Linked DNA regions of Mus musculus: regions 1, 3, 4, 5, 6 and 7 are each linked to region 2. A link is a contact called in public HiChIP or PLAC-seq and promoter capture Hi-C data. All regions are on one chromosome and are shown on one strand. The core of a region is the stretch at or near the end of the contact, and the rest is flanking DNA. Distances in the headings are between cores, read along the strand shown.

What was found. Promoter capture Hi-C pulls out the DNA fragments that hold promoters and counts their contacts. HiChIP or PLAC-seq counts read pairs in DNA pulled down with a chosen protein or histone mark. Capture Hi-C pulls out chosen DNA fragments and counts their contacts.
Region 1: a contact with region 2 is called in a promoter capture Hi-C map of adipose tissue, with 3 times the contacts expected there. The contact joins the promoter of Ttll4 here to the promoter of Rpl37a in region 2. A contact is called at or near these places in 2 of 39 promoter capture datasets (liver and pre-B cells), 1 of 484 Hi-C or Micro-C datasets (the G1E-ER4 cell line) and 1 of 9 other capture datasets (adipose tissue).
Region 3: a contact with region 2 is called in a FOXA1 HiChIP or PLAC-seq map of pancreatic cancer cells. The contact joins the promoter of Arpc2 here to the promoter of Rpl37a in region 2. A contact is called at or near these places in 3 of 39 promoter capture datasets (hippocampal neurons, liver and pre-B cells), 3 of 115 datasets of contacts at active chromatin or transcription factors (astrocytes, pancreatic cancer cells and stem cell-derived neural progenitor cells) and 2 of 9 other capture datasets (embryonic stem cells and liver).
Region 4: a contact with region 2 is called in a promoter capture Hi-C map of pre-B cells, with 7 times the contacts expected there. The contact joins the promoter of Usp37 here to the promoter of Rpl37a in region 2. A contact is called at or near these places in 2 of 39 promoter capture datasets (liver and pre-B cells), 1 of 484 Hi-C or Micro-C datasets (CD4 T cells) and 1 of 115 datasets of contacts at active chromatin or transcription factors (thymic regulatory T cells).
Region 5: a contact with region 2 is called in a promoter capture Hi-C map of adipose tissue, with 2.9 times the contacts expected there. The contact joins the promoter of Zfp142 here to the promoter of Rpl37a in region 2. A contact is called at or near these places in 1 of 39 promoter capture datasets (pre-B cells), 2 of 484 Hi-C or Micro-C datasets (CD4 T cells and CD8 T cells) and 1 of 9 other capture datasets (adipose tissue).
Region 6: a promoter capture Hi-C map of hippocampal neurons shows a contact between it and region 2, with 5 times the contacts expected there. The contact joins the promoter of Rufy4 here to the promoter of Rpl37a in region 2. A contact is called at or near these places in 3 of 39 promoter capture datasets (hippocampal neurons, liver and pre-B cells), 4 of 115 datasets of contacts at active chromatin or transcription factors (embryonic stem cells and large pre-B cells) and 1 of 9 other capture datasets (adipose tissue).
Region 7: a promoter capture Hi-C map of pre-B cells shows a contact between it and region 2. The contact joins the promoter of Bard1 here to the promoter of Rpl37a in region 2. A contact is called at or near these places in 4 of 39 promoter capture datasets (the 3T3-L1 cell line, liver, neutrophils and 1 more), 4 of 484 Hi-C or Micro-C datasets (B cells, CD4 T cells, CD8 T cells and 1 more) and 3 of 9 other capture datasets (adipose tissue, liver and macrophages).

The regions. Positions count from the first base shown.
Region 1 is chr1:74,660,401-74,664,648 of GRCm38.p6, forward strand. Ttll4 (tubulin tyrosine ligase-like family, member 4) reads left to right here and starts at 1,302. Exons shown (of 20, transcript NM_001014974.2): 1 at 1,302-1,489.
Region 2 is chr1:72,708,523-72,712,593 of GRCm38.p6, forward strand. It overlaps Rpl37a (ribosomal protein L37a), which reads left to right and starts at 2,738. Exons shown (of 4, transcript NM_009084.4): 1 at 2,738-2,801; 2 at 3,150-3,278; 3 at 3,620-3,702. The coding sequence starts at 2,799.
Region 3 is chr1:74,235,169-74,238,920 of GRCm38.p6, forward strand. Arpc2 (actin related protein 2/3 complex, subunit 2) reads left to right here and starts at 1,349. Exons shown (of 10, transcript NM_029711.2): 1 at 1,349-1,731. The coding sequence starts at 1,658.
Region 4 is chr1:74,504,198-74,508,292 of GRCm38.p6, forward strand. Usp37 (ubiquitin specific peptidase 37) reads right to left here and starts at 1,624. Exons shown (of 24, transcript NM_001310662.1): 1 at 1,463-1,624. Cnot9 (CCR4-NOT transcription complex, subunit 9) reads left to right here and starts at 1,863. Exons shown (of 8, transcript NM_021383.5): 1 at 1,863-2,264. The coding sequence starts at 2,241.
Region 5 is chr1:74,585,610-74,589,731 of GRCm38.p6, forward strand. Zfp142 (zinc finger protein 142) reads right to left here and starts at 2,419. Exons shown (of 9, transcript NM_001310668.1): 1 at 1,955-2,419; 2 at 1-88. The coding sequence starts at 54. Bcs1l (BCS1-like (yeast)) reads left to right here and starts at 2,680. Exons shown (of 8, transcript NM_001305652.1): 1 at 2,680-2,784; 2 at 3,877-4,122. The coding sequence starts at 3,950.
Region 6 is chr1:74,123,483-74,127,221 of GRCm38.p6, forward strand. It overlaps Rufy4 (RUN and FYVE domain containing 4), which reads left to right and starts at 2,059. Exons shown (of 12, transcript NM_001170641.1): 1 at 2,059-2,132. Tns1 (tensin 1) reads right to left here and starts at 1,066. Exons shown (of 33, transcript NM_001289895.2): 1 at 810-1,066. The coding sequence starts at 965.
Region 7 is chr1:71,100,324-71,104,242 of GRCm38.p6, forward strand. Bard1 (BRCA1 associated RING domain 1) reads right to left here and starts at 2,649. Exons shown (of 11, transcript NM_007525.3): 1 at 2,345-2,649. The coding sequence starts at 2,484.

The DNA of each region.
Region 1 (4,248 bases), core at 52-2,551, 2.0 Mb after region 2:
TTAAGGAGAATTCTCCTTCGCCTAGGACGTGTCACTCCCTGATTGGCTGCAGCCCATCGGCCGAGTTGACGTCACGGGGAAGGCAGAGCACAAGTAGTCATAAGATACCCTTGGCACATGCGCAGATTATTTGTTTACCACTTAGAACACAGCTGTCAGCGCCATCTTGTAACGGCGAATGTGGGCGCGGCTCCCAACATTTTTCTTCAGCTCCAGCACTCCCATTTTGTCTAAGAAAGTTCATTTATACTGTATATTGGTTAAAATTCTGAATTTATCTGATTCTATAGCATTACTCAATTGTTTTCCTCTATATCCTGTATACTGAAGTTAGAGTCAATGCTTGATTAGATTCAGCTTTTAAATTGTTAAAATTTAACATTTTGTAAAATAAGCCATACTTTATAAATATTGCTGTGTAATCCAAATCTCATCAGGAGACAAACTAGATAATTGCCCTAGATTTCCTGATCTAAAATTGATAAGTAACCCTTTCATAGTTCAACATCTGTCAATGACTGTTGCTTAAGTATTTTGCTACTAAGTTCAAATTGTTTTCACCAGGCTAGTTTTTCTCTGCATAGCCCTAGCTGATCTGAACTCACTCTGCAGACCAGGCTGTCCTCATACTCAGAGATCCACCTGCCTCAGCCTACCGAATGGTGGGGTTAAAGAAGTGCACAACCGGTGCCCAGGCCTCATCAGGTTAGTTATATCGTTAATTATCATAGCCTGTTTGAGAAAGCTCCTTTTGCCATCCAGCTGACTTTATAGTTCTCTAAATTTAATAGATCCAGCGACATCTGAAACAGGGGGATCTATTCTGCGTGGAGAGATTATGAAAGGACTCACACTTAGGTAAAGTTCTCACTCGAAGCCCATAAAACTGGTAGTTGTAGTTATGTCTTGCTTTGTCTCGTCCCGCTCCGTGTTTGGATTTAGGGAAAGGTGAGTGGGAGAGAGTTAAAGTGCCTTGAGCCACTTCCTCTTACTTGCCTCAAACTCATGGAATTTTGGTAGGAATTCTTTAATAGAGTCTTGGCGCTGTATGGTCAGAGTCCATAGTGGTTAGGTAGAATGAATCGTGGATTCCCAGAACGGAGCCTTTACTTGCAGGACTACAGTTCCCAGAATTCCGCTCGCAAGAGTTCCACCGTGTCGACAAGTTTGCGCGTGCGCAAATTCCTTGCACTTTCTCTCTCCCTCCCCCCAAGTCCCTCCTTCTCCCCCCCCCCCCCCCCCCATTCTCTAGGCTGCACAAGGGCTGGGATTCGGCGCGCTTGCCTCGGGCCCTCCCCCTCCCATTCCTTTCTGGCCTTAGATCTGTCCGCTGGGGGCGCGCTCTGTGTGGGACAGAAAGCGGCAGAGCGTGGGTCGCGTGGCGGAGCTTGGTTGCTAGGGACACCTGAGGTCGCCCGCTCGCCCAGCAGGCGCAGCGAAGAAGCGGCGCGGAGCCGGCGTCCAGTCGCGGCGAAGTAGGGTACCGTAGGTGAGTGTGGTCGCAGAGCTGGTGTCCGACCCCGGCCGGCCGTTCCCGCGTGCCTCGGCCCCAGCCCTTGGCACCGGCCCCCAACCCCGCTTCCGGTTCGCCACCTCGCCTTTCTCTGGTGAGTCGGAGACCGGGGCCTCCTCCCGGGCCCTCTCTCGAGTCCTCCTCGGCAGCCTCCACGCGGGGAGAACTTCGTTGGCTTCTCCTCGGGCGGCCCGAGCCCCACACCCTTCTCGGTCCTGGTTTCAGCGTGTCCTCTTTCCCGCCGCGCTGCGGTTTAAATTCTGGCTTGGGTTGAAATCCCGGCTCTTTTCAGGGCCTGCTTTTTCCTGACCCCACTCTGAGTTATCCATACACACTTTCCTACATTCCAGAAGCTGAGATCCTAATTTAACTCATTTATCCAGCCATTTTTTTTCATTTAATAATTTACAGCTTTTATAAACATCGACAAGTAGGTAACGAGTGAAGCCACTATGTAAGGTTCCTAGGGAGGGTACATTGGTGAGCAAGACAAACGTGTTTTCGAGAGTTTATAGAACAAGAGATTTTTAATCAAGAAAGCATTTGCCATACTGATGTATGTGCTGTGGTAGAAGTGAAGCGCTTAACCGCGATTTGTTTGGAAAAATACGTCACCCCACCTTCAGTCTTTACATTCCGGTTCTGAATCTTGGAAATGTTTTAATCAGCATTTGAAACCCTTCCTTTATGGAGTCATTTTGAATATTCCGAATCTCAATTTCAGCGCCTGTTGATTTGGCCAATCAGCAGTAATCTGGAGGAGCCTTTAAGAGCAGGTACCGTTGGATCCTATGCCTTCAATTGTTGCAATACTGAGATTATTTGCATAAAAACTATTCCCTTTATTGTCTGGAAAGTTACTAGCGATTTACTGATTAGACTCTAAGCCTGGCCCTGAAAGTTATCAAATGTTCTCAGGGAGTGAAGAAGTGGGAAGATATTCAAGTTACAAAGTAGCTTTAGAAAGATACAGCATGGCCTGAACAGAGGTCCGAGCTCAGTTGTGTTTGTTGGGAGCCATTCTGTGAGCTGGGCTTATTAGGGCCCAAGACTTAACTTAAAATGAATCTATTTCCTGACTTGTAGTTTCCAAGTGACTTTAGTTTTTTTGTTTGTTTGTTTTTGTTTTTGAGACAGGGTTTCTCTGTGCAGCCCTGGCTGTCTGGAACTCACTCGATAGATCTTGAACTCAGAGATGCACCTGCCTCTGCCTGCCCTGCCCTTCCCATCTTTTTAAGGTCCTAGGGATTGAACCTTGGGAGTTACACATTCTAGACAGTCAATCACTACCACCAAATTAAAAGTCTCAGGCCTGGAAGGTTTTGTGGGACCATGGGATTTTAAAACTTATTTTAAGTAAAACATGAGCAAAAGTATTTAGTAAGTTCGTTTGCTCTTTTTCTCTTCTTACTTTCTTCTTTTGTTTTGTTTTGTTTTGTTTTTCTAGACAGAGTTTCTCTGTGTAGCCCTGACTGACCTGGAACATTCTCTGTAGACCTCGAACTCAGAGATCCAGCTTCCTCTGCCTCCTGAACGCTGGGATTAAAGCTCTGTGTTACCACCTATGTAATCCCAGCAATAGTTTCTTGTTGTTTGTTTGTTTTTTGAGACAGACTCTATGTAGTCCTGGCAGTTTCTTAGTCCAGCTTGAGAATACACACTTTTTAAAATTCTTAGGGGAAGAGATGAGTATATTCTTTGTAAAGATAAAAAAGCAGGGAAATAGCATCAGGGTTGTGTGTAAGAGTATAGAAGGGGTGGGTGACGGATAGGTTGGTCAAGAAAGATTTCTGGCTAGAACCAAGTGATAGAGTCTAGAAATGATGCAGTTTAGGGTTCTTGATTGATTCATTTTCCCTGCCAGTTTAAGAATTAAAAGGCAGGGGAAATCTGAATACAACAGATGACAGCAGAGAACCGCAGAAAAAAAGCCAGTTAAAGGAAGACCTTTATTGAGGTTGAGAAATAGAGGGGAAAAAAAACCTCTATAAAACAGGCGTTGCCTTTACTCCACCTATTTCTGCCTCTCCAGTGCTGGGATTACAGGCTAGTTCCAATATTACACAGTACTGATTTTTTTAAATGTAGAAGGTATATCTCAAGGAACTGAATTATTACTCCACGTGGGAAAAATTAATAGATCTATTATTAACACATTATGGTTAGTATAAATGATTTTAAATGAAAATGTTTTTGAGAAGAATAGAATTGGGTGTGGTTTTTATTGTATATTAAGAGAAGATAATGGTTGGAGAGATGGCTCAGCGGTTAAGAGCACTCACTGACTGCTTTTCCAAAGGTCCCGAGTTCAAATCCCAGCAACCACATGGTGACTCACAACCATCTGTAACGAGAACTGTTTCCCTCTTATGGTGTCTGAAGACAGCTACAGTGTACTTACATATAATAAATAAATAAATCTTTAAAAAAAGAGAAGATAACTGGATTTTCATACATATTTCTGCATTCACTGAATTTTGATGTTTGTTTTTGAGTTAAGATTTAGGGGCTGGAGTGGTTAAGAGTGCTGGCTGTTCCTCCAGAAAACCAAGCTCACTGCTGTTTATAGTTTTCTGGCCTCTTTGGGTATTGCATCCTGTTGTGCACAGACATACATGCAGACAAAATACTTATATACATAAAACAACAGAAATATTAAAAAGAAGATAATTTAGCCTTAGATGGTTACAAGAGGGCCTAAAATGTTCGAAGGGGTTTGTAGGTATTGTACTTTG
Region 2 (4,071 bases), core at 1,488-3,987:
ACCAGTATAATCTCTTATTATATACTAAATATTTGTCCGTATACCCAGAGATAAATGTAGAACTCACCCCTCATCAAGGAAACTTCACTTTTCATGAGAAAAAGACCATTATAGAAAAATATAACCACCAATCAAAATAAAGAGTTGTGGAGTCCAGTCCCAATGAATTCATCTACAAAGCACTTCCATACTCAGGGAAGGTTCAGGGGACATTATGGAGGAGGGTCACGAAGTATGCTATGAGACTTTTTCTCCTAGCAATGCCACAAGATTCACCCATAAACTCTCACAAACAGGACTACCAAAATAAACAAATACAACACCAATAGATACAACACCCAACACCCCCCCACACACACACACACAAAACTGAAGGCAACCAAGATATCTGAATAAACAGACAGATAGTCTTCCCCAGAGAAGAGCACACCACAAATGGTTAGCTCTAAAGACATGCATACAAATAAGATAATATATGATCAGTAGGTTACACTTAGGAATATATATATAGAGAGAGATAAATGAATACAATAAGCAATAAATTGTTATAATGCTATTAGTTTGAACAAGAGTAAATTGGAGTATAGGGAAGGGTATGGAGGGAAGAAAGGAAAGGGAAAATGATTTAATTATATTATAATCTTGAAAATATCCAAGAAGTTTTTAAAAAAAAATAAAAAAGCAAGTTAAATCCAGTAACTCCCTTAGGCTGTCTTGAACCCCTTAACTATACTCTGTAGAAACCTTTTTTTGTTTGTTTGTTTTTACAAGTTAAAAAACAAAAATAATACAGTGTAGGGTTTTTCAGTCTTGGCACAGACCAGGTGTGATGTCTGAGTACATGTGTGTATGTATGTGTGTGTGTAGTTGTCTATGCATAAATCATTGTCCTCTTCCTCACTAGAGGATAACGCCACCCTTATCAAATGTCTGCAGATATTGCTGTGTCCTGGGAAGGAGAGGGTAAACAAGATCTCCATGGCTGAGAACCATTTATGAAGTATATAGCAACTGGCATGTTTTTAATAAGCTAGCAAAGAGAGAATATGCTACAATATGCTAGAAACTGGAGTATAACACACATAATGGCATATACTGTTTTATGGGATTCTTGATTTTACTAGATTTGTATGAAGTGGGTCGCTGTGTAAGATGTCTTTCTTACAATGAATTAGAGTCAAAAAGACTAAAAGTCACTAAAAAGAGCAATGTAACCATCCTGGGCCTGTATTTAGCTACTCAAAAAGCTGGCATGGCAAGATAAAGGACTACCTGAATTGTAAAGGGAGTTCAAAGTTGGACAACTTAATGAGACCTTGTATCAGAATAAAAAATAAGAAAAGGCTGGGTATACAGTTCAATTATAGTAACTTGGGTAGTATGTATGAAGCCCTAGGTTCAATCCCAATACAAATAAACACATAAATAAATAAACACAATCTCAAATTATGGTAGACTCATAAATGCTAGCCCCAAATTACATGTTCCAAGAGGAAAACAAAACAAATAGAGGAAAAATTAAATAAATAATGTACAAAAATACTTAAGAATTAAGAGTTTCACAAACTTTCACATTACAAAGAGAATCAGTTCTTTTTTTAAAAAAAAAAAAAAGACAAATCTTTCCGAATATTTATTTATTTTCTATGTATAGATATTTTTCTTGTACACATATCTGTGGACCACGTGAGGTCACAAGGAGTCTCCTAAAAGTAGAGTTACACGCACTTTTGAGCCACCATGTGGGTGGAAAGCAGAGTCAATGAGCCCTCTTTCTAGCCCCAAGACAGACTTCTTTAAAATCAAACACTAACATCATTTCCCACTGGAAATCTTAAAGTTTAAGAAAATCTTAGGAGAGAGAAGTGTTTAAAAATTTCAGAGCCAGGCGTGGTGGCACACGCCTTTAATCCCAGCACTTGGGAGGCAGAGGCAGGCGGATTTCTGAGTTCGAGGCCAGCCTGGTCTACAGAGTGAGTTCCAGGACAGCCAGGGCTACACAGAGAAACCCTGTCTCCAAACCTCCCTCCCCTCCCCCCCAAAAAAAGAAAGAAAGAGAACCACCACTTTAGGGTCTTGGGTTCAAGTAGCCTCTATTCCTTACATTATCCCCAGAACTCTGATCAGCAACATTTCGTAACTCTTTTTTTTTTTTTTTTTAGATTTATTTATTTATTATATGTAAGTACACTGCAGCTGTCTTCAGACACTCCAGAAGAGGGCATCAGATCTCATTATGGATGGTTGTGAGCCACCATGTGGTTGCTGGGATTTGAACTCAGGACCTTCAGAAGAGCAGTCTGCGCTCTTAATCGCTGAGCCATCTCTCCAGCCCATTTCGTAACTCTTAATCGTGACGAATATGACTGTCTCCCAGCCGAACTGTAACTCGGCCTGGGAGCGGATCCTAGGCGTTTACTATGGCCAGCATCTAGCACCCGGCCTGGCGATTTTCCGAAGTATAATATAGTGGGAAGGCAATGCGCCTCAGTCACAAACGTCGCGCTTTAAACACTTAAAGGCAAGCCACCTAAAACCCGTCTCTTCGCGAGCAGAACGCAAGAAATCGCATCTGCTCTGCAGAACTTTGGTTATGTGTAAGCTAAGAAGGATGTGCTTCCAGCTCGTGAACCACTTCTGCGCATCTATGCATTTCTCAGTGGAGACAGCGAATAAACCGCCAGAACACCGAGTTCACTTCCGAGAGAGGAGGTCGCGTCACTTCCGCTCGCCGGTCTAAAACCGCGCATGCGCATTGCGTCCCTTCCTCTTCGGACTTGGGCTTGGGTTCCGGCGACATGGTGAGTGTCTTCGTAACCGCTTTGGAAGTCGCTATCCATCGTCATCTGCCTTAGTCTCCGGCGTCCCGCTCTCAGCCCACCTCGGGTAGTCTGTGCTGTCCCTGTCCTGTCTGCTGTCGGGCTTCTCCCGGCGTCTGGAGCCCCGTACGCGGCCGGAGGCGGCTCGGCGGGGCTTGGCCCAGCGCGGTAGTTAATGCACAATCTGGAGCCTTTTGGCGCTCTGTGGGCGCCTTCCTTGATGGTTGAGCTTGAGGGAAAACAGGATTCAGCCGAGTTTGTGCTCAGCGGCGCGTTGGCGTGCACCGACTGGCTCAATGTCTCTGCTCCGTTCCTTTCCTCTGTCAACAGGCTAAACGCACCAAGAAGGTCGGCATCGTCGGCAAGTACGGGACCCGCTATGGTGCCTCCCTCCGGAAAATGGTGAAGAAAATTGAAATCAGCCAGCACGCCAAGTACACTTGCTCCTTCTGTGGCAAGGCAAGTCGGCCTCGGGTTAGGGAGGAGGGTGCCATTGCTCCCGAGCTAAGGCGGTTTGGGCTCGCTTTTTGCGGAGCATTCGTTGTTTACTTGCAACTAGTGAGGAACTTAAGGGTGAATGGTTTGGAGAGGAAAAAGTCCGATCTTGGGAAATTGATAGCGATGTCAGCGCATCTGTACCAACCCCAAAGAGGTCTGTTTAGCCTGTAAATAATACTCTGCTTGGGTTACTAGAATTTAACTGCTAATGGATAAGCTGGCTTTTCCATAGTTTACTCTCTGGAAGTCTCAGGGATTTTTTTTTTATATATATTTCATAACAAGATCTTAACTACTTACAGACCAAGATGAAGAGACGAGCCGTCGGCATCTGGCACTGTGGTTCCTGCATGAAAACAGTGGCCGGTGGGGCCTGGACCTACAAGTGAGTGTTTTCTCCTGTGGTATAGGAAAGGCTATGGACTGCACAGCCCGTGTTCCAGGTCTGGTGCATATCGGATTTGTTTTAGTTTAAAGCAAATCATGAGTTTGGGTTTAAAAGTTAATAGTTTTTGGTCAGGGCTATACAGTGAAACCCTGTCTCAAAAACAAAGTTATGGTTATAGATAAAAGCTCAGAGCCGGGCGTGGTGGCGCACGCCTTTAATCCCAGCACTCGGGAGGTAGAGGTAGGCGGATTTCTGAGTTCGAGCCCAGCCTGGTCTACAAAGTGAGTTCCAGGACAGCCAGGGCTACACAGAGAAACCCTGTCTCGGGGGAAAAAAAAAAAAAGAAGAAGTTCAGACTTTGATTCT
Region 3 (3,752 bases), core at 99-2,598, 1.5 Mb after region 2:
CTATAATAATAAATCTTAGAATTCCATATTTGTTCATTTGCTTTGAGACAAGAGACAAGGTCTCACCATGCAGTTCTGGCTTGCTTGGAACTTGCTGTGTAGAACAGACTGGCCTGGAACACACAGAAATCTGCCTGTCTCCACCTCCCGAGTGCTAGGATTAAAAGTATGCCTCACCACAAGCAGCAAAAAAGATTTTTTTAGAGACAACTGAAATGAAGTAAGAAAGGCATATTGGTGTGAACTGAGAATCCCAGAACTTGGAGACACCAATACATGTTCAAGGCTAGCCAGAGCTACAGAGCAAGTCCCTCTTTCAAAAATCTGGACAAACAGGGCCAGGGCGTGGCTCAGCAAGTTGTGCCTGTTGTTAAGCCCGATGACCTGAGTTCAATTCTCAGGATCCATGTGTTGGAGAGAGAAGGGAACTGACTACCAAAAGGTGTCCTCTGATCAATATCAAACAAAATTTTTTTTTTTATTGCATGGAGAAGAGGCTTAATTAAAATTGTTCCTGGAAGAGAAAAAAGTGGAAACATGGTACCCAAGCTGAAAGGACAGGTGGCGGTGGCGGCACTTAAGCAAAGAAATAAAGGTATGACAGGAATCCCTAAGGCCCATCTGGATTCCTTTCCTTTATTGCCCAATAACAACGTGGAATTTATTGCGTTTTTGTTGTTGTTGGTTTTTTGTTTTTGTTTTTTTTTTTTTTTTGGTTTTGGTTTTTCGAGACAGGGTTTCTCTGTATAGCCCTGGCTGTCCTGGAACTCACTTTGTAGACCAGGCTTGCCTCTGCCTCCTGAGTGCTGGGATTAAAGGCGTGCGCCACCACGCCGGGCTTTTATTGCGTTTCTTTTAGCAGACCATAAGCTTTAGAAGGTCAAGTCCTCATCTATTGCATTAATCACTGTATCCCTGGGAAGGAGAGATGGCCACTAAACAGTCGCTGGCGAAGAATAGGCACAACGGTGCTGCAGGGTAGCCCTAAGCACGGAATGAGCAAAAAGCACCCACAAGTTGGAAGCAAGGGATCCCCCCCACCCCAAACAAGCTTCTTAAGGGGGCTTCTGAAATAATATCGGAAGGGTGGAATCAGGCTTCTGGAATATTCGCGAAAGGGGCAGGTGGATTGTACGGACAACGGGGAATGACAGGTGAGCGTAGGACTCTCCTGGTCAGGAGGAGCGGGGCGGCGTGTGGCGCATGCGCACGCATGCCCTCTGCCTGCCTCCTCACCGGGACGCGCTTGCGGGCGAGTGCACGCGCGAGGTCGAAGCGGAAATGGCGCCGCGGGGCCGCGCGTGCGGGCGGCGAGCGGAAGTGGGTGTGAGAGCGGAAGTGGCCGGCTGGAGCCGGGGGCTGGGCGGGGACCGGGATCGTCAAGTAAGGCGGCGGCGGAGGCGGCGGCGGCTCGGCAGGCGGGTTGAAGCTTCGGGGGCCAGGTCGGTCGGGTGGTGGCTGCCTGCTACAGGCAGCGCGTGCCGGGCCAGCGCGTGTGTCCGCCTCTCCCCACCCCGCTCCCCGTCCCCTTCTCCCCTCACCTACCGCACCCAGCCCCCCTCGTCAGGGGCAGCGGGGCCGCTCCCTCCGTCCTACCCTCGATTGCCCACCCTCACCGCCCTTGTTTCTCCTTCCCCTGCCCGGGGCAGCCGCCGCCATGATCCTGCTGGAGGTGAACAACCGCATCATCGAGGAGACGCTCGCGCTCAAGTTCGAGAACGCGGCCGCCGGGTAAGCGCACGCCGGGAGGAGGCCGAGTTGACCCCAGCTAAATCCCGGGTGGCGTCCAGCTCCCCAGCCCTAGAGGGGGACAAATCGGGAACCTGGCGCGGCTTCAGGGTTTCCCTGGCAGGATGGACGTGGGAAGCCACGGGGCGCGGTGAGCCGAGGGCCTGAGATGCGTGGGGAGAGGCTGAGATAGGGATGCGGAAGCAGCGAGAGGACAGGGGCAAGGCGTGCCAGAGAACAGGAGACCTGTAGGACGTGAGGGCAGCCGAGGCCAGAAGTCACGCCCGAGAGCCTACGGTCCTCAGGGGGGAAGAGAGGGGTGCACTTCCCTCTGTCTTTTCCGTCATTGTACCGAACCCAGAGAGACCCTTTTGGGGAAGCTGGATTGAATGGAGTTTTCAGGAATTCCCAGGGCGAGGTGGGAAGAACGTGTAGGCCCAGATCGCCACCAGCATTCTGCTTCCCCACCCCCATCTCTCGAGACCCCAGGAAAAGCAGGAGGCAAGACTGAAAGCAGACCCAGGCTGCTAGGGGGGTAAAAAAAATCTCTAACCTACTGTGAAACTAGCCATTTTGTTATATATCCTTTAGGCAAAGCCAACGGTTCTCCATCCACACTCTCTTTAGCTCTCGAGACAAGCTTGCTCTATTTACTTATTGGTTGTGTGTCTTAAATTCTTATCAAAGACCCCGGTCTTTGATTTCTTCTGTAGTAATGCCGACTGGGTTAATAGCTGCTTCTGCTCCCAGAATCTATAAAGTTCTTAAGATAACCATTTATAACATCAGCATCTTAATATATGGGACGTATTTCCAGCCCTCTCTGTCATACACAAAAAAGCAAACTCCTCCCTTAAAGCCGCGTTGCCTCTCTAATATATTTAAAACCTGAGCAGAGGAATTGGGTTTTAGGTTCTAATTTATGGTGGCCTGTGGCCATTCCTTTGCCTCATTTCCTCATTGGTAAAGGTGGGGCTTCACATTTTGGTTTCACAGTTAGGAAATAAGTGCAGGCTGTTTTCTGTGAACTAGGAACTAGAAATAGGAAAGTGCTTGCCGATCCACAGAGGGAAGAGGACTGGGAGAGGGGGAATTCATTCATTCTCCCCCTTTAATTCTAAGCATTTGTAATGAACTTGTGGTTCACAGACATCGAAAGCATGAACCCACTACTTACTCGGAATACATTGTCTGCTCCGTCTCTTTTGTAAGGTTACAGATTTTACCTGCAAAACAAAATGGGACATTCCTTGAATTGGTGCATTCAGTGTCATGCTGTTTCCTGCCCTGGACTGCAGTTGAGCATTTGTGCACCTCACTTGTTTCTTGTCTGCAGCTTCTTTGCATTTTGAGTTTTGGAGTTAGTCAACACAGGGCACTTACTGTGGGTGAGGGGGGTGCGTGCTTTTTTTTTTTTTTAATTAGTGTAGCACAAAGGAGGAAGTTAAAATAACTTCTGCATTTTCACTGCTGATCTTAATACATACATTCTCAAGTCTTGACTAGCAAAGAATGAGTCCTGGGTGGTTACAAGCTGATCTACAAGATAAATGGCTGTGTGTGTTCAAGTGGAGGCATGCCTTTAAATGGAGGAGGACTTTCACACTTACTTATTAATAACTTGATTCTAAGATGTGACCCATTATTCAGAACTTTCTGTAGCCCTTTTTCTTTTAGAAAACTCTCCTTAAAGTTCTGTGGTTGGTGGTCTATGCCTGTAGTCCAAGCACATTCAACTGTAACTCCAGCTTTCAGGAGCTCATAGGAGACAGGAGGAACAAAAGTTCTAGGCCCTAGTGAGACTTTGTATCAAAGAAAAAAGAAAAAGGCAGGCCAGACTGGGTGTGATGTGCTTGTAATCCCAGTGCTTGGGAAGTGGAAGCAGGAGGACCAGGAGAGCAAGGCCAGCCTGGTCTACCCTGTTGCAAGTAAAAAGCTTACTCTTTCAGAAAGATTAAAATAGGGTTTTAAATTTGGAGGGCATAAGTTAGAATTTCTTTGGGGGGAGGTGGTAAGGGTGCTCA
Region 4 (4,095 bases), core at 374-2,873, 1.8 Mb after region 2:
TTTCTGTGTACCGCCACCCCCCCAACCCCAGCTATCCTGGAACTCACTCTGTAGTCCAAGCTGGTCTTGAACTCGGAGATCCATCTGCCCCTGCCTCCCATTACCCAGGTAAGCTAAGAACTCTTACTCCTATTCTACAGGTGAGAATAGGAATAAGGGAGATCAAGTCCCTATGAAAAAGAACTGTGGTTTGAATTAGAAAAGTCAAAGTGAAGAAGGTCAGAAATAAATGCAAAACATATATTAGAAGTAAAACAGAACTTGGAAAGGATATGAACACATAGGATGAAGAAATCAAGACTGCTTCTCAAGCTTCTACCCAGTGTCACTGAACAAATGGCTATGTGTCATCAAAATGGACATGCATGCCGCTTGTGGTGTAGTGGACACTGGAAAGGAGAGAATTTGGGTACAAGAGACAGATTGACTCCAGTTTTTAAAGGTATCATATTTGAAATTCCTAAGGGGAGAAAAAATCAAGCTGAGATGTTAAGCAGACAGTTGGCTATTTGAATATGGAGCTGAAAATAAGAAAATCTCAAGTTATCAACATATAGCAGAATTTAAAGCTTAGAGAGAAATGGAAGTACAACAGGGGAGAACCCCAGTCCAAAACCAAATCATTTACCCTGACAAAATTTCTTACCAACTGATTACATCTGTCCTTGGGTCTTCAGTCCCTCCTTTTCCTTTTGCCAGTATGCAACACTATTCTTTTGAATATTCACCCAAATATTAACATGACAAATGACAAACATCATACAAACACACTAGAGCCTATCTGTCTGGCCCAGAAGCCTCCTCTAATACTTAACACAATAAACCAAAATGCCCCCTTAACATTCCCTCTTAGATTAGTTCTTTCAACTATAGACTCATCAGGTACTGTTAACTCGCCAAAGGAATATCTGAAAAACACTACAGTACAACTCTCCAACGACACGGAACTTTATTACCTTTTTATTTTTCTCCAGATTTTGATTTAAAATTGGTTCAATAGACACCGTCAGTGTCCTGGCTAGATATGGGTAGCAACCAAAGGCACGACAAAAATTACACTCCCTTTCAGCGAGTAATGTCTAAGAGGAGTAGGAAAGTAAAGAATGGTCAAGCGGGCGTGTGAATATCGCAGTCAAGGTTTTAATGGATATGTGGCAACAAAGTCACCTGTAAAGACAGCAGGCCTTGCAGGGAGGTACGCTGAGACCACCTGAACCTTGGTGAAGAGAGGCCAGATTTAGAATGCAGAAAGCAAGTGACAACACGGACGCGTTAAAGGAGAAGTAAAGGGGGCAACACTCGAACGGGGCACCTGTAAGGCATTGGGTATCCAAGGACCCGGGGCGGGCTAAGCAGCAGCCGGGAGAACTCTGAAGTGGACGCCGAGTGGGCGGACCGCAGGGGTGGGGTGGGGGTGCCGGGGAAAACGGCTCAATTCAGAAGCTGTCCCGGCTCGTCTTACCTGCGCTAGAGGGTCCCAGCTCCGGACAAGCTTGCCGGAAGCACAAAGTTCCCGCGGAGGGGGTGGAGCCGAAAGGCTCGGAAGGAAGGGGCTCTACTAGCCCCAGAGAGCGAGGCCGGTCTCTCTCCTAGCACACCTAAACCCGCTGATGGCGGGAACTATGACTACACGCAAACACGTACGGACGCACGCACTCTCGACGCAACCAGTCCAGGCGCGTGCGCGTAAGCGCGCAAGTCCCGCCCCTCAAGCATTCGCTCTGCCCCTCACCATGCCCAGCCCCTAACCCGGGCGGCCCCGCCCCCGCCGTGACGACACTGTAATACACATGCGCACCGTCCACTTTACCAACTTTGGCCCTCCTACCATTTTCCTCACGCGCAACCGCTTGAGCATGCGCAATTCGTGTCCTTCCAAGCCTGCTGGCCTTTTCCCGCCCTTGTCTGGCCTTCGGGAGAAAGTCAGAGTTCACGTCTCTCAAAGGATTTACCTGCGATGCTGTGGGGATACGAGGGCCAGTAGTTTGCAGACGTCATTTTGATCCCGAATCTGAAGGTTCAAAGAACATACTTTGAGATTATTTGCTAGGCCGAGGTCCGGGAGGCGGGAAAGGGCTGGGTGGGCGGAGGGTCAGAGGTGAGAGGTCAAAGGCCCGCGAAGGGGGCGGAGCGAGGCGGAGGCGGATGGCGGCACTTCATCTTGGGCATCAGAGCCGCTGAAGCTGGGACGCGGGTCCGGTGCGTCCGGCGGGAGGAGGAGTGCGGCGGCCGCTCCAAACATGCACAGCCTGGCAACGGCAGCGGTGAGTGGTTGCTCCCGCTCGGATGTCCGTCTCAGCCTGTTTTCTAGCTCCCAGATCCGGGCCCTGAGTCCAGCTGCTCCTGCCCCTAGTCGCAAGGTCTGGGGGTCTCCACACGCCGACCGTGGCGGAGCCGGACCCCCGCTGTTCCCTCTCATCCCCTCCCGCCCCCTCTCCTGGCCTGGCGCGCGGCCTCTCGCGTTGTTTGCCAGCGCCAAGGCCTGGTCCCGCGCCCCGCGCTGCCCCAGCAGGCCATTCATTGATTCCTTTGCGCCTGGCGTCAGTTTATCTGGACGCGGGTTGTGAATGCTGGGCGTCGGCGGGGATGAGGATACTGCCACGGCCATTCGCTCTGGTCCCGTGATCCTAGACTTCCTCGCCTAGGCACATCTCAGTGGTTCGGAAATGGGCTTCTAGCTCAAGCCACTTGCTTTTTGCATGAGGAAAGACTTCCTCACGCCTCGCGTTTTATCTTTTAACAAGAAAAGCAAATCATGTATTATACCTCCCTAGAGTCGTACTATGGCTTTCGGTTAAATTTAGAGAAAGTAGACTCCTTCCCTGGCCTACAAGCCCTGTATGATGTGGTCCTTAGTCACGTTTATGGGCTTGGTTTTTGTCACTTGCTCCCTAAGCTCCGACCAAGAAGTATATGAACTTTTCTGTTACATATTCTCTACCTGGAATGTCTTTCTTAGGACTCTGCCTCCATACATACACACAAGTTTACCTCAGAGTGACTTTTTCCGACCATATTCATAGTAGCTTGTAACCCCAACATTTTCTCATATAGAGCACCGATCCCACGGTTTAATTACTAGACTTTTATATTTTATTTTACTTTTACTTGTGGGTTGTCTGTACTCTGTAAGTCAGGGGCAAGTATTTGGTGAGGCCTGTTCACTTGTTTTCCCCACCACTGGGACAGTTCCTACTACAGTAAGGTAAGCACTCAAATAATGCTGACTGAATGGCTACACTCACAACCATACTGGAAGCAGCATAGTTTAAAGACACTTCCAAAGGCCAGTTTCACTTTGTTTCACCAAGGGGAAATGCTATCAGGAAAATAATGTATTTAGATTACATTATGAGACAACGTAACATAATGACTAAATAAAATATGAAAAACTACCTTAACTTCAAGTATAAAAAGAAATATTTAGGACAGCCGTGCTTGGGATTTCTGTGAATTTTGAGGCCAGCCTGGTCTATATGGAAAGTTCAGGCCACCATGATAGCATAGTGATATCCTGACCAAAAAGAAAAGAAAAACATCCTCCAGAGGGTGGTGGCAGCACCTCTGTAATATCAGCTCAGACAGGCAGATCACAAGTTCAAGACCAGCCTGGCAATTTAATAAGACTATCTCAGAAAACATTTTTAAAAAGATGGGTAGAGATATTAATTATAGGAGAATATTTGATCTGGCATGTGTGACACCCTTGGTTCAGTCTCCAGAGACTCCTCCCAAAAGTAAACAATCTGATTGGCATGACAATGCTTTTAATCCCAGCACCCAGGGAAGCAGAGGCAGGCAGATCTCTGCATTCAAGGGCAGCCTGGTCTACAGAGCGTTTTATTTAGGCCAGCCTGAGATACACAGTAAGATGCAGTCTCAAAAGGGAAGAAAAAAAGCAAGCGACTCAGCTAAGTGTAACTGAGACCTAGACAGGAACACATTGCTCAGGAACCAGTGAGGTGGCCTAGTGGGTAAAGTCACTTGTTGCCAAGTGTATTGACCGGAGTTAAGTCCCCAGAACTCACAATACACACAAACTAATAAACATTCATTTAAAAAAAACTAAGAACATACTACTTCATGAAGTTGATT
Region 5 (4,122 bases), core at 1,169-3,668, 1.9 Mb after region 2:
ATCCATCTCCCCAGTGCCATTAGCCAGCTGGGATGCCAACACAGGGTCTGTCATTATCACTGATTTGTGTGCTGTGGTCTCCTAAATGCTGACAAACCAGAAAAAAAAAAAAAAAGCTATATGTACATATATATATATATATATATATACACACACACAGTTAGAACTCTTAATTTCTCTTAAGCTGGCCCACACATTTAATCATTTCCTTCTATAGCAACATGCCACACTTTATTATTCTAAACATTTTCAAAACAACATTCAATACAAAAATATGAGATTAAAAGTCAGAATTAGTAGAGAACCAACAAGCTGAGGCTGACTAAATTAAAGATTACAGGTTCTGGTTCCTGCAAAGTAACCCTGGCAACAAAACTGAGTGGGGTCAAAGGCTCTCTCTCTTACTACTCGATGGTCTCATTATTCCTCAGTATAGATATGATACGATTCCTTCACTTATGGTCCTCATTGACCTACCTCCCCAGGCATCCCTCCCACTCTGCCCTCCTAACCTGATGATCTGCCATTCTCTGACTCACTTTTTTGCTTACAGACCCTTCTACTTTCTCACCCCTCCCATTCAACCCATCAAAATCTCTTGTCTAGCTAGTCAGATACTCCTTAAGAAAACAAACATTTCTGCTATGAGTGTGTCCTAACATTCTTAATTTTCTCTTTTCTGTTGTCCTGAAAGCCTTTGTATGTAGTTCTGTCAGAAACCACACTGTGCTGTTGTTTCTCTATCAATCTCCCTTCCTAGATGTATAGTTCAGCTGTCCAGAAAATGGTGGTGGACTCCCTGAAGCTGGGGTGCTTGTCAGACACCTGATTTGGGGGGCTGAAAACTGAACTCAGGCTCTCAGAAAGAGCAGCATTTACTCTTAACCACTGAGCCATTTCTCTAGTCTCACACTTTTTAAAAAATGTGTTGTTAGGGATCAAACCCAGGGCTTTGTGCATGCCAGGCAAGCACTGTACAAATGATCTATCCCAATACTGAATGTGGAGCTTTGAGGAGTTTATTGGCATTTTTCACTTCACTGGACCCTAAGCATCAACAAGCTAGGTAAGTTAGACAAAATGGAAATTCTAGTGGACCAGCTGAGTTGCAGTAAACCCAGATCTTTTAAACTAAGGTATCAAGCCAGTGGTTCCTCAAATACAAGGTAAATTTCCAATTCACTAACTTACTAAAGCCTCCAGTGGGAACACAACTGAGAAACAAAGGTATTAAACTGCATGTCCTGTTCAACTCGACTGAAATAAATGAGATAATCTTTTTAAACTTCCAGGACTCAGGAGGCAAAGGCAGGCAGGTATCTGTGAATTTGAGGCCAGCCTGGTCTACATAGTGAGTTCCAGGACAGAGCTAAACAGTGAGGCCCTGTTTCAAACAAAACTGGGTCACTGAGTATGTGCCAGGTGAGAGTGGCTAGTTCTCATTCTACAGAATCCCTCCACGTAAAAACAGCACGAGGGCTGTAGGGATGGCGCAGTGATGAAGAGCACTGACTGCTCTTCCAGAGGTCCTGGGTTCAATTCCCAGCAACCACATGGTGGCTCGCAACTATCTGTTAATAGGATCCGATGCCCTTTCTCCTGTGTCTGAAGAAAGCAACCGTGTACTCACATACATAAAATAAACAAATATGTCTTTAAAAAGCATAACAGCAGGAACAGACAGCAATTCAAGAAGGAGGCAGGGAAGTGCACTTCCGTGGTCAGCGAGGCTTTTTGGAAATCACAGCCCCCACGGACTACTAATTATTGCTGCTCTAGGCGGTCTTCCAGCCCATCACATGGCCTCAGGAAGATGCGGGGGAGGAGGTAGGAGAGAGCCAGAAAGAAGTAACGTGCTTTTGAGACTGGAGAAGCAAGGGATACCGAAGCCTGGGGAACAAGGCAACCCTGCGTAGGCACCTCAGTTCCCACGCGCCTCTGGGCTTTGACTCACCGTGTAGCCTTGAGTCGATGCACTTGCCTCGCTTCTCAGGACCTCAGCTTTCCTGTCTGTAAAGTGGAGGCGGCGGCGACGACAGCTTTTACACTGTGGGGCGACAGCCAAGTCACGAGATACAGCGGAGGAGAAAGGCGTTTTGGAACCTGCAAGGCTTGGGATGATGCATCGTCACGGTTCTGGTCCTGAGGAGAGGCAGCGGATACCCGGGCGGGGCCCGGAGCTGTGACGCGACTGAGACGCCCGAGTCCAGCAGAGATGCGCCCGCGCCCCTCTCACCGGCGCGCTCCCCGCAGCACCTCCTCCCGCGGGCTCCACCTCCAGGGCCCACTCAAGCTGGAGCTAGAGAAACTTTTACCTTCAGCTCACAGCGCCCGCACTTCCCCTGGTTCCCGCCGACAGCCGCTCTCTCACCTCCTACCCGTGGGCTGGCGGGAGCTGCATCTCTATGGTCCGACTGGGACTGGAGTGGCTCCTCGGGGGCCTTTGATGTGGCCGCCCCCGGCCCAGGCGCCTCTAGGAATCTGACGTGTGGCAGCCACTCTGTCTCTCTTCAAGGCCCGTGCTACTCTATGGTTTCCCCTCTATGTCCTTGAGTACCCCCCTTCTGAAGCCCCAAAGCGGAACCATCGAGAATTGCAGGGAAGAGTGGCAAGGACTCCGTGGTGGGTGTGGCCGGAAGTAGATGCAGCAGTCCGGGGCGGGACTAGCGGCGCTGCCTCTTCGTAGGCCCGGCGAAACCATCGAGTGTGAGGGCCAGAGAGTCATGGAGGGAAGGGGGCGGAGTGACAGATTTCTCTCTCCCACGTTCCTGGAAGCGCGAGCAGGTCTGTGTATAGGGTGTCCGGGAGTCAGCTGCTGTGTGTCAGGGTTCGGGAGCCGGGGGCCAGGAGATCTTCGTCAGCGGCTCTCCATGCAAAGGTGCTTTGGAATTCTGGATCACAGCTCCGAGCCTTAGCGGAGGTCACGGCTGTCAATTCACCAGTGGGCCGGTGTGCCAGGCAGAGGAGTGGCAGTGGAGAAGTGTTGCAAGGAGAGGTGTTCTGGAAATAATTGCCATTTTGTCCCCTTAGGCATTGTCTTAAGTTAGGCTTAGTCACATCTTAATTGGGTTGAATTTGAAAAAGGCTCCAAAAAAAAAAAAAAAGAAAAAGAAAAAGGCTCCGTGGAAGAAGTAGACTATATGATCTCAATGAAAAAGAATGCCTAGAATAAAGGGGTGGGGGTCATTCGGTACCAACAGAACTGAGAGAGCTAGAAGTAGGTAGTGATTTGCTAGTAAAGGTACGCATTCTAATGTAGGCATCCCTGCGTATCCGGCTGTGGTATTTGAACCCAATGGGAGCAAGGCACCAAGGGTGCTGGAATACAAGTGACAGAATTGTAGCGTGTCTGGGATTGGTGGGTTTGGATGATGCAGGTGCTGAAGGTCCATTCAAATATCACCTCAAGAACCAAAATAACTTGCAAGAAATAGTTTAGGTGAGAAGTAATAAATGTCTGTACAGGACATTAGGAACGGGGTGTAAGGGAGAGGATATTTGAAAGACATTTCTGATGGTAAGGCATGTGGTCATTGACAGAGCAATGGAAAAATCACCTTTGCCGATTCCATTCAGTGGGGACCCTTCTGTCTAGCTCTTGCCAGGGACCAGAGTCTTGCCTTTCTAGTATCCTGATGTGGAGCTGGGTACATTGCTTTTTGGAATTGAGAAACTCTCCAAAATGGCCTTCTGGCAAAAGGTCTAACTGAAGAGCAAAATGGATTGAAGAGCCTGGGGTGTTTGCTGTGGCATTCCAACACCATTCCTACTCCACTGAAACACAGTCCTGCTGACCTGTCCATCTTGCTTCTGTGGGAGGGAGCGGAGCAAGATTGACTGGTCTAGTTTCTATACTAGTCTTATGCTTTCTTCCAGTTCTGCTACAATCCATCCCTCGGTTTTGACAGTGCCTCAGAGCCTATAAGCATCTGTGCTGCTTCTTTTCAAGATGCCATTTTCAGACTTTGTTCTGGCCCTTAAAGACAATCCCTACTTTGGGGCTGGATTTGGGCTGGTAGGTGTGGGTACGGCTCTGGCTATGGCCCGGAAAGGAGCCCAGTTGGGTCTAGTGGCATTCCGGCGCCATTACATGATCACACTGGAAGTCCCTGCCAGAGACAG
Region 6 (3,739 bases), core at 809-3,308, 1.4 Mb after region 2:
TATCCCGAGAGGGAGACTAGGGTTCTGCAAGGGCTGAACTAGAGATGGCCAGTCCCTGCTGATACAAAACACCATTTTTTTTCCTCTCCAGGAAAATACAGAGCCTATGCAAAGCCCGGGGTGTCCAGCCAGCCTGCTTCCCTGGTCATCACTATTTTTGCTCCTGGTCACTTTTCAGCATCCAGGTTCCAAGACTCACCGAGAAAAGAATAGGAGGGAGGAGAAAGGGGGACTCTACTGGACCCACCCACCTCCTCAGATCCTACTGTGGGCCCTGCTGGCTCTGACAGCCCCGTTCCTCCTGGTAGAAAACACCAAGACAGCCACCATTCTGCCCCCCCCCCCCCCACTCCAAGCTAAGAGGATATTAACCTTTCTCTCCTCACCCCAGCACCCTTGGGTGGTTCCAAATTCTCACTAATAGCCTGCTGCCTCCCTCTCTCTGCCTCTTGCTTTTTCCTCTTTCTTCTTGCTTGTTTTGGGTTTTTTGTCTTACTAGTTTTGGTGTTTGGGAGAGTTTGAGTTGGGGGATTTGGTTGGTTTTAGTTTGTTGGAGAAACGATCTCACTATGCTGGCCTTGGCTTAGAACCTCCCTGCTTCAATTTCTCTAGCAGTGGATCACAGACCTGGCACCAACGTCTCACAGGTATTTGCCCTTCAAGGACACCAGAGGCCCAGGTGTGACCTCCACAGAACTGACTGCAGGGCCCTCCCACTCTCCTACCTACACCTTCCCAGACTCCTTACTGTCCCAGATGGACCGGGCTCTGCCGTGCCCGCTGCCCGCATCCGGCCCACAGCTCCCTACCTGAAGCAGCAGCCGCCTCCTCGGGTCGGGCGCCGCACCCCCGGGCTCACAGCGCTCGGGCCGCGCGGGGCCCGGCGGAGTCCCGGGGGGCTGCGGGCCGCAGGAGGGCAGAGGCTCGAGCGCCTCGCAGCACACCAGGCTCACGGTGCAGCCCATCCGGCCCGGGACCCGGCGGGCCCGGGGCGGGGACGCGGACTACCCGCGAGCCGGCCCGCCCCCCAGCCCCAGCGACCTCTCGGCCCCAGGCGTCTGCGACGTGGGGAAGAAGGGCGACGCCCCCGGCCCGCCCCGTCGGAGTCCGCCTCCGCCTCCGCCACCGCTCTGCCAGGCAGTGGGAGTGCGGGGCCTGGCGAGGGGCGGCGACACGGACGCTGGAGGCAGAAGGCGGGGAGGGGACCCGAGGGCGCGGGAAGGCGGGAGGGGCGGCGGCGGGATCCCCGGGACAGGCTGAACTGGGAACGCAAGAGAGCGACGCCGTGACTAGTGAGCGACTGAGAGACTGACACCAGAGAAGGGATCTGAAGGGACAGAGACGGTGGCATGGAGGACGAGGGGAGCGCCGGGGTTAGATCTGGCTCTGCACCGGGCAGAAGGGCGGGACATGGAGCAGAGAACAGCACGTTTGGGGATCGCTCTGAGCCCTACTTACAAGTAGTTCCTCGAGCTCGTAAAAGTAGTTCTAGAAGTCCCTAACCCTTGGTTTTAAGTGACATGCCAGCCTGGCCTAGAAAAAGGATGACCCCAGCACCAGGAAGTTGAACGAGAGCAGCGGGAAAGACCACCCTACACCGAGCAGCCCACCTGGCGTTTCCATCCCCGGGAAGTGGGTACCAGGGCTGGAAGGAAGGCACCCCAACACTGACTGGGATCCCGCAGCTGGCTGGGGTAAGAGGAGGGAGAAAGACACTTGGTGGCCGTTTGCCCCTTCTCCCCACCTGTGTCACTTTCAGTCCAGTGACAGAAGAGACAACTCGAGAAAAGGAGCCCACTAGCGCTTCTGTCAGCCCCTTTCCGCCATCTACTGGCAACAAGACAGAAAGACAGGAGCAGGTGCCCGGGAAAGGAAGCCCCTGCCGGTGTTGTGTTTTGCCACCAACTGGCCTCATGCCAGATGACTTTGAGGAAGCCACCCATTCTGCCTCAGTGCCCTGATCTTTCTCTACCACTTCTCCCTGGCCAGGGTTGGTCCAGCCCCCTTCAGGCTGGGCTGAGTCACTCCCCAGGCAGGAGAGCTGGAAAAGACTGTGCAGAGCCCACAGTCACAAGGGACATACTCAGGCTACAGAATCCTGCCCACATCCCAAACAGACAAGCTTTTCTCAGGTGAGCACGGGAGTCCCTGGGCTTGGGGATTAGGTAGAGAGACCCTAGAAAAGGTCTGTAGAGAACTTCTTTTTTGTTTGTTTTTTGTTTTTTGTTTTTTTGAGACAGGGTTTCTCTGTATAGCCCTGGCTGTCCTGGAGCTTACTTTGTAGCCCAGGCTGGCCTCGAACTCAGAAATCCGCCTGCCTCTGCCTCTCCAGTGCTGGGATTAAAGGCGTGCGCCACCACGCCCAGCTTGTAGAGAACTTCTGTCTAACCCTTGGTGTACAGGTCAGGAAAGTGGAGCCTAAGAAAGGGTGACCAGTCCAGGACGGGACCTTTATCTTCTGACTCCCGATCCTGGGCCCCATGCACTGCTGTCCTAGCCTTTCTTTTCTTCTTTTCCCTTTCTTCCCCCCATGATCCACTGCTACAGGATCATGCCAGAGCTACCCTGCCCACAAACTCCAGCACTCCTGCCTGGGAAGCTGGACACCTGGCCTGGCTTTTGATGCCAGGATCTCAGCCTAAGCTCATTCAACATCCTTCAAGGGCAACAGTATCCCTCTCTGAGCCCCAGGACCCTTGAGAGACAGAAGTAGAGTTCTACGAGAGAGGGTGGTGGGATTCAAACCAGGCACCCTGCTCCCCACACCGAACATTGGTTCAGTCCCAATGTTGCACCCTCTGTCTACTTCTGCATGCTTTCCCAGAGAACATACATTTTCCACTCAGCTGGGGCCCTGGAAAGGATGAATGTGGGTCCCAAGGCAATGACACTCTGCTGAGGCTCAGGGGCTAGTCCGGGGGAAAGGAGGTGACAGTTCCCCTAGCTGGGTGTCCCCATGGTGCAGGCATTCTGTTCGACTCATAAGGAAGTCTGAGCTCAGCTTACAGCTTTGTGATACTGGGCTGAGATTTACCCTCTCTGTGCCTAGTCACCATGTGTAATGCTATGCTCTGGAGGCTACTAAGGGGATTGAATGAGACAAAGATGTCAGCAATGGCCAGGGTGACCAACACCAGTGATAGCTCAATAAGTAGAGACTGCTGATACCATTGCATGCACTAGCAAGATTTTGCTGAAAGGACCCAGATATGGCTGTCTCTTATGAGACTATGCCGGGGCCTAGAAAACACAGAAGTGGATGCTCACAGTCAGCTATTAGATGGATCATAGGGCCCCCAATGGAGGAGCTAGAGAAAGTACCCAAGGAGCTAAAGGGAACTGCAACCCTATAGGTGGAACAACAATATGAACTAACCAGTACCCCGGAGCTCTTGTCTCTAGCTGCATATGTATCAAAAGATGGCCTAGTCAGCCATCACTGGAAAGAGAGGCCCATTGGACTTGCAAACTTTATATGCCCCAGTACAGGGGAACGCCAGGGCCAAAAAGGGGGAGTGGGTGGGTAGGGGATTGTGGGGGTGGGTATGGGGGACTTTTGGGATAGCATTGGAAATGTAAATGAGGAAAATACCTAATAAAAAAAAGAAACAGAAAAAAATTAAGTAGAGGCCATATTCATGTCTTTATATCAGTCTTCAAGACACAACTGGCAGCTGGGTGGTGATGGAGCATGCTTTTAGTGCCAGCACTCAATAAGCAGAGCCCACCCTGGTCTACA
Region 7 (3,919 bases), core at 1,399-3,898, 1.6 Mb before region 2:
GAAAAGCATTTCCCATATGACCTAAACCATTTCCTGTGAGCTGTAAACCAGTATAACCAAAGGGTCTTTAAACTTAAGTTTGCTTCCTTAAAACTGAGTCTGAGGCTGGACATGGTGCCATACATCTGTAATCCTAGTGCTAAGGACACTACAGCAGAAGGTCACTTAATTTAAAGATAAGATGGGCACAAAATATGTTCCAGGCTAACCCAGGCTATGGAGCAATCTGTTGTATCAACAGAAAAATAAAAGAAAGAAGGAAAAAAGTTTGAAAAGTTGTTGCCTCTGGTCCAAATCAAGCCAAAACAGCCTGCTTTCCCACAGCCCTTTGAACAAAGAACATTTTTATACTTTCTGTTTGCTTTGGTTTGGTTTGGTTTTCGAGACTGGGTCTCACGATGTAGTCCTGCAAGCCAGGAACTCAATGTAGACCAGGCCGGCTAAAAACTCAAAGGCAACTGATTGTAACAGCCTCCAGAAAGCTGAGTGTAAGGGCATGAACCACCCACTCCCAGCCTTTTAACCCTTTTAAAGAAAGTAGAGATGATTTGTGACTGAAAAACCTAAGTAATATTTATTGACACTTCACAGGGAAAAATTAATTCAAAGTCCTATATGAGCTTATATCCTCTAGTAGTTAAAATAAACTCATTTAGCAGAGTTTAATAAACTGAAAAAAAGAAAAACAAGACCACAGGAACCTCATATTCTCTGGACAACTGGATGTGGCATAGTACAGCCTGAGCCTAATTACTATTATCTTCAGGCCCTTGACTCTTACGGTAAGCTAGCTCGCTTAGTTTAAAAGAGCTGGCAGTTGGTAAAAAGGGAAACTGGTTGTTTAATTTTAGGACAACCTACAGATTATTCATATTACTTTATCTAGTTAGTCTCTTCCAAATGGCTCAGCAAGCAGACTAAATCATTTTCTCATCACATCTTTTTGTGTCCATTTTGGATAGTCACCACAGGAAACAACTTACATGTATTTAATTTTTTCTTGGGATCCCTGAGGCAGGGTTACAGAAACATTGGGAAGGAAGCTTTGCTCACGAATGGGCTCTCCATACTCGGAACACTGTTTGGTATGTATTCATTACATGTTTATTATCAAATCTCAATATTAGCAAATTAATATGTGAATGAGCAAACCATTATTACTGAGGTACAGAGAAGACCAAAGATGTGGCTGGAACCTGAACTCATGTGGTCTGACACATTCTAAGTGGAAGAATATGTGTTTCCATCTGAGTTTAACTGTGGTTCAACTATTTAAAGCAGTGGTTGGGTCTCAACCTTCCCTGATGCTACAACCCCTTCAATATAGTTCCAAACGTTGTGGTGACCCTAAACCATACCATTCTTTTCTTTGCTACTTCATAACTGTAATTTTGCTACTAAGCTGGGTCTCCGTTCCTAAGACCTAAATGTGTGTCCCAGTGGTCGCGACCCACAGATTGAGATCCAACATGTGCGTCATCACTGGCCTGCTACTGCAACTAGAAGTTGAGTTTCCGATGTATGTCTACACCCAGGATGATCCGTATGCTTTAGGAAAACACAAGCAGAACTCAGAACGTGTTCATGTTAACAGAATCGCCACTCTCCTAAGAAATACAATGCCATTCTTTCAAATACTAAGAGTTTGTAAAAAAAAAAAAAAAAAAAAAAAAAAAAGAATAATTTAACGTAAGTGCAAAGTTTGTTGCCAGTTAACTTTAAAAAAAAAAAAAAAAGTTGCAGTTAACACTGTATTTGTAGTAAAGACTGAAGGCTTAACATTCGCTACTGCCAAAGAGAAAAAAGGGGAAAGAAGTATATTTCTTGGTAGTATTCGATAAACAGCCTCAGGTAAGAAAGTACCACTTAGGAGTGCATTTCAGACTGAATAAAATCCAAGAGAGGGCATGTTGGAGGATCAGTGGTACAGGGCCATAATCTAACTAAGTTAAAATTGCGATGCTCAACAAACTGCCATCGCCAAACTACCGGTCACCAGGTCCCTAGCCTCCCATTCCCCACGCCGAGCCTGCTACTAGAGAAAGGACCAAAAGGTCAGCCTCACAGGGGCTGTTGTGCCCCGCACGCAACCACGGGACCACGCTCCCAGAGGACCGAACTCCAGGACCCCAGCAGCACTAGCTCGGCTCAGCTCCGAGCGTCACCTTCGGGGAGTGACCAACGAGCTGCGCTTTGAGCCACGCCCCGAAGGCAGTTCTCCCGCGAAAATTCGAAAAGTGCCGTTTGAGTCATCTTCGTTGCAGGTGGCTGGGAAGCCACTCAGAAAACTCAGGAGTGGGACACGGAGGGACAGACGACACTAGGTCGCCAGGCCGGTCCTTACCAGCGGGAGCAGCGCAGCAGCTTCTCCAGGCGGGCAAGCGCCGCGCGGCTGTGGGCCCAAAGCCCGTCGGTAGCCGGCTCCATGGCGGGCACGGGAGCAGGCTGGTTCCCAGAGCAGACCCTCGGCGGCCGGCGTGGCATTCCCACAGAGGAGGGGAGGTCAGGTTTGCTCTAGCGCCGCACCCCGCTGGTCACCGCCGGATCCTGCTGCGTGCGGAGTCTCTGAATTGGTCGGACGCCTCCGGCTCGGAGGCTGAAACGCGGTAAAACTCAGAGATGGAAGGACCCGGCTTTAGGCCACGCCCTCAAGGCCTGAGGGCGGGGCTTTAGTAATGCGGTCCAAGTTCCGGAAATGGAGAGGCGAGGCTTGAGAGGCCACGCCCTCAGGAGGTGTAGGGCGGACCGCGGAAACCAAAGTGCCAAGGCGCGGGGTTGAGGAGGCGTGGGGAGAAGTCACCTAGGCCTGTGGCCCTAGGAGGCGGGGTATAGCGCGCTCAAACTTCCTGAGCGGGAAACTGAGCGGCGGGGCCTCAGGCCACGCCTTCAAAGAGGCGGGGCTCCCCATGGGTTTCATTCCCACCCCCTCTCAGTTTACTGAAACTGTGCTTACCTAGAAGTTGGATTCTAACCCTCCCATAGCCTCAGGAGCTTGCCGCTGAAGCCATCTACAAAGAGTGGCATTCAAGCTACTGTTGAACTTGGACAAGCTTTTCCCATGACAATAAAAGTACTACCCTTTATATAAGAAAGTTCTCTTTTTCTCCTTGCTGTAGGATATAAGAATCCGCTAAATACTAAGTTTCAATTTCACTTTTTAACTAGCTGTAAATATCCGACCAAGGGCATCTCTTAGAAGTTCTGGTGTGCTTTTAAAATATGATAAACTGCATAAAACGTTTTTGTTTGCTAGAGGGTCTACCCTCCCCGGGGATTTTTTTTTTTTTTTTTTTTTTGAAACGGCGTCTGTTTGCCAACCTAGCTTAAACTGTGAAGCTAAGGGTGACCTTGAACTTCTCAGTTTGCGATCCTCCACCTCTGCGCGATAGGGGATTACAGATATGCACCACCACGCCCAGCTTACATGGTGCTGAACTGAGTTTAGAGCCTCCTTTATGCTAGAAGTATTCTACCAGCCAAATCCATAGACCCTCCTGCGGATCTGAATATTAACACTGGGCAAGCACAGCCCGCCCTCTCCACAGCTTCCAACCTATGAACACATTCTTGCATATCCCCTTTTATTTCTCTGTCTCTGCTTAACCGCCCCAGCTGCCTCTGTTTACCTTAAAGTTGTTCCTTCTTACTGGAATCCACACATCTGCCTAGATTGCCTCCCATCCTTAGGCCTCACTAAAGATATACAAGACATTACCAAACACAAAATTAGTCTTGGCACTACCCTGATTAAACTCTAAAGGTGGAAAGGCCTGGAAGGTCCTTTAATCCCAGCACTAGAGGCATGGAAATGGGGGGAGGGGGGGGGAAGAGCAGGTGGATCTCTGAGTTCAAAGCCAGCCTAGTCAACAGAGTTCTGAGACAGTCAAGACAAACCCTATCTCAAATAAATAAACAAACA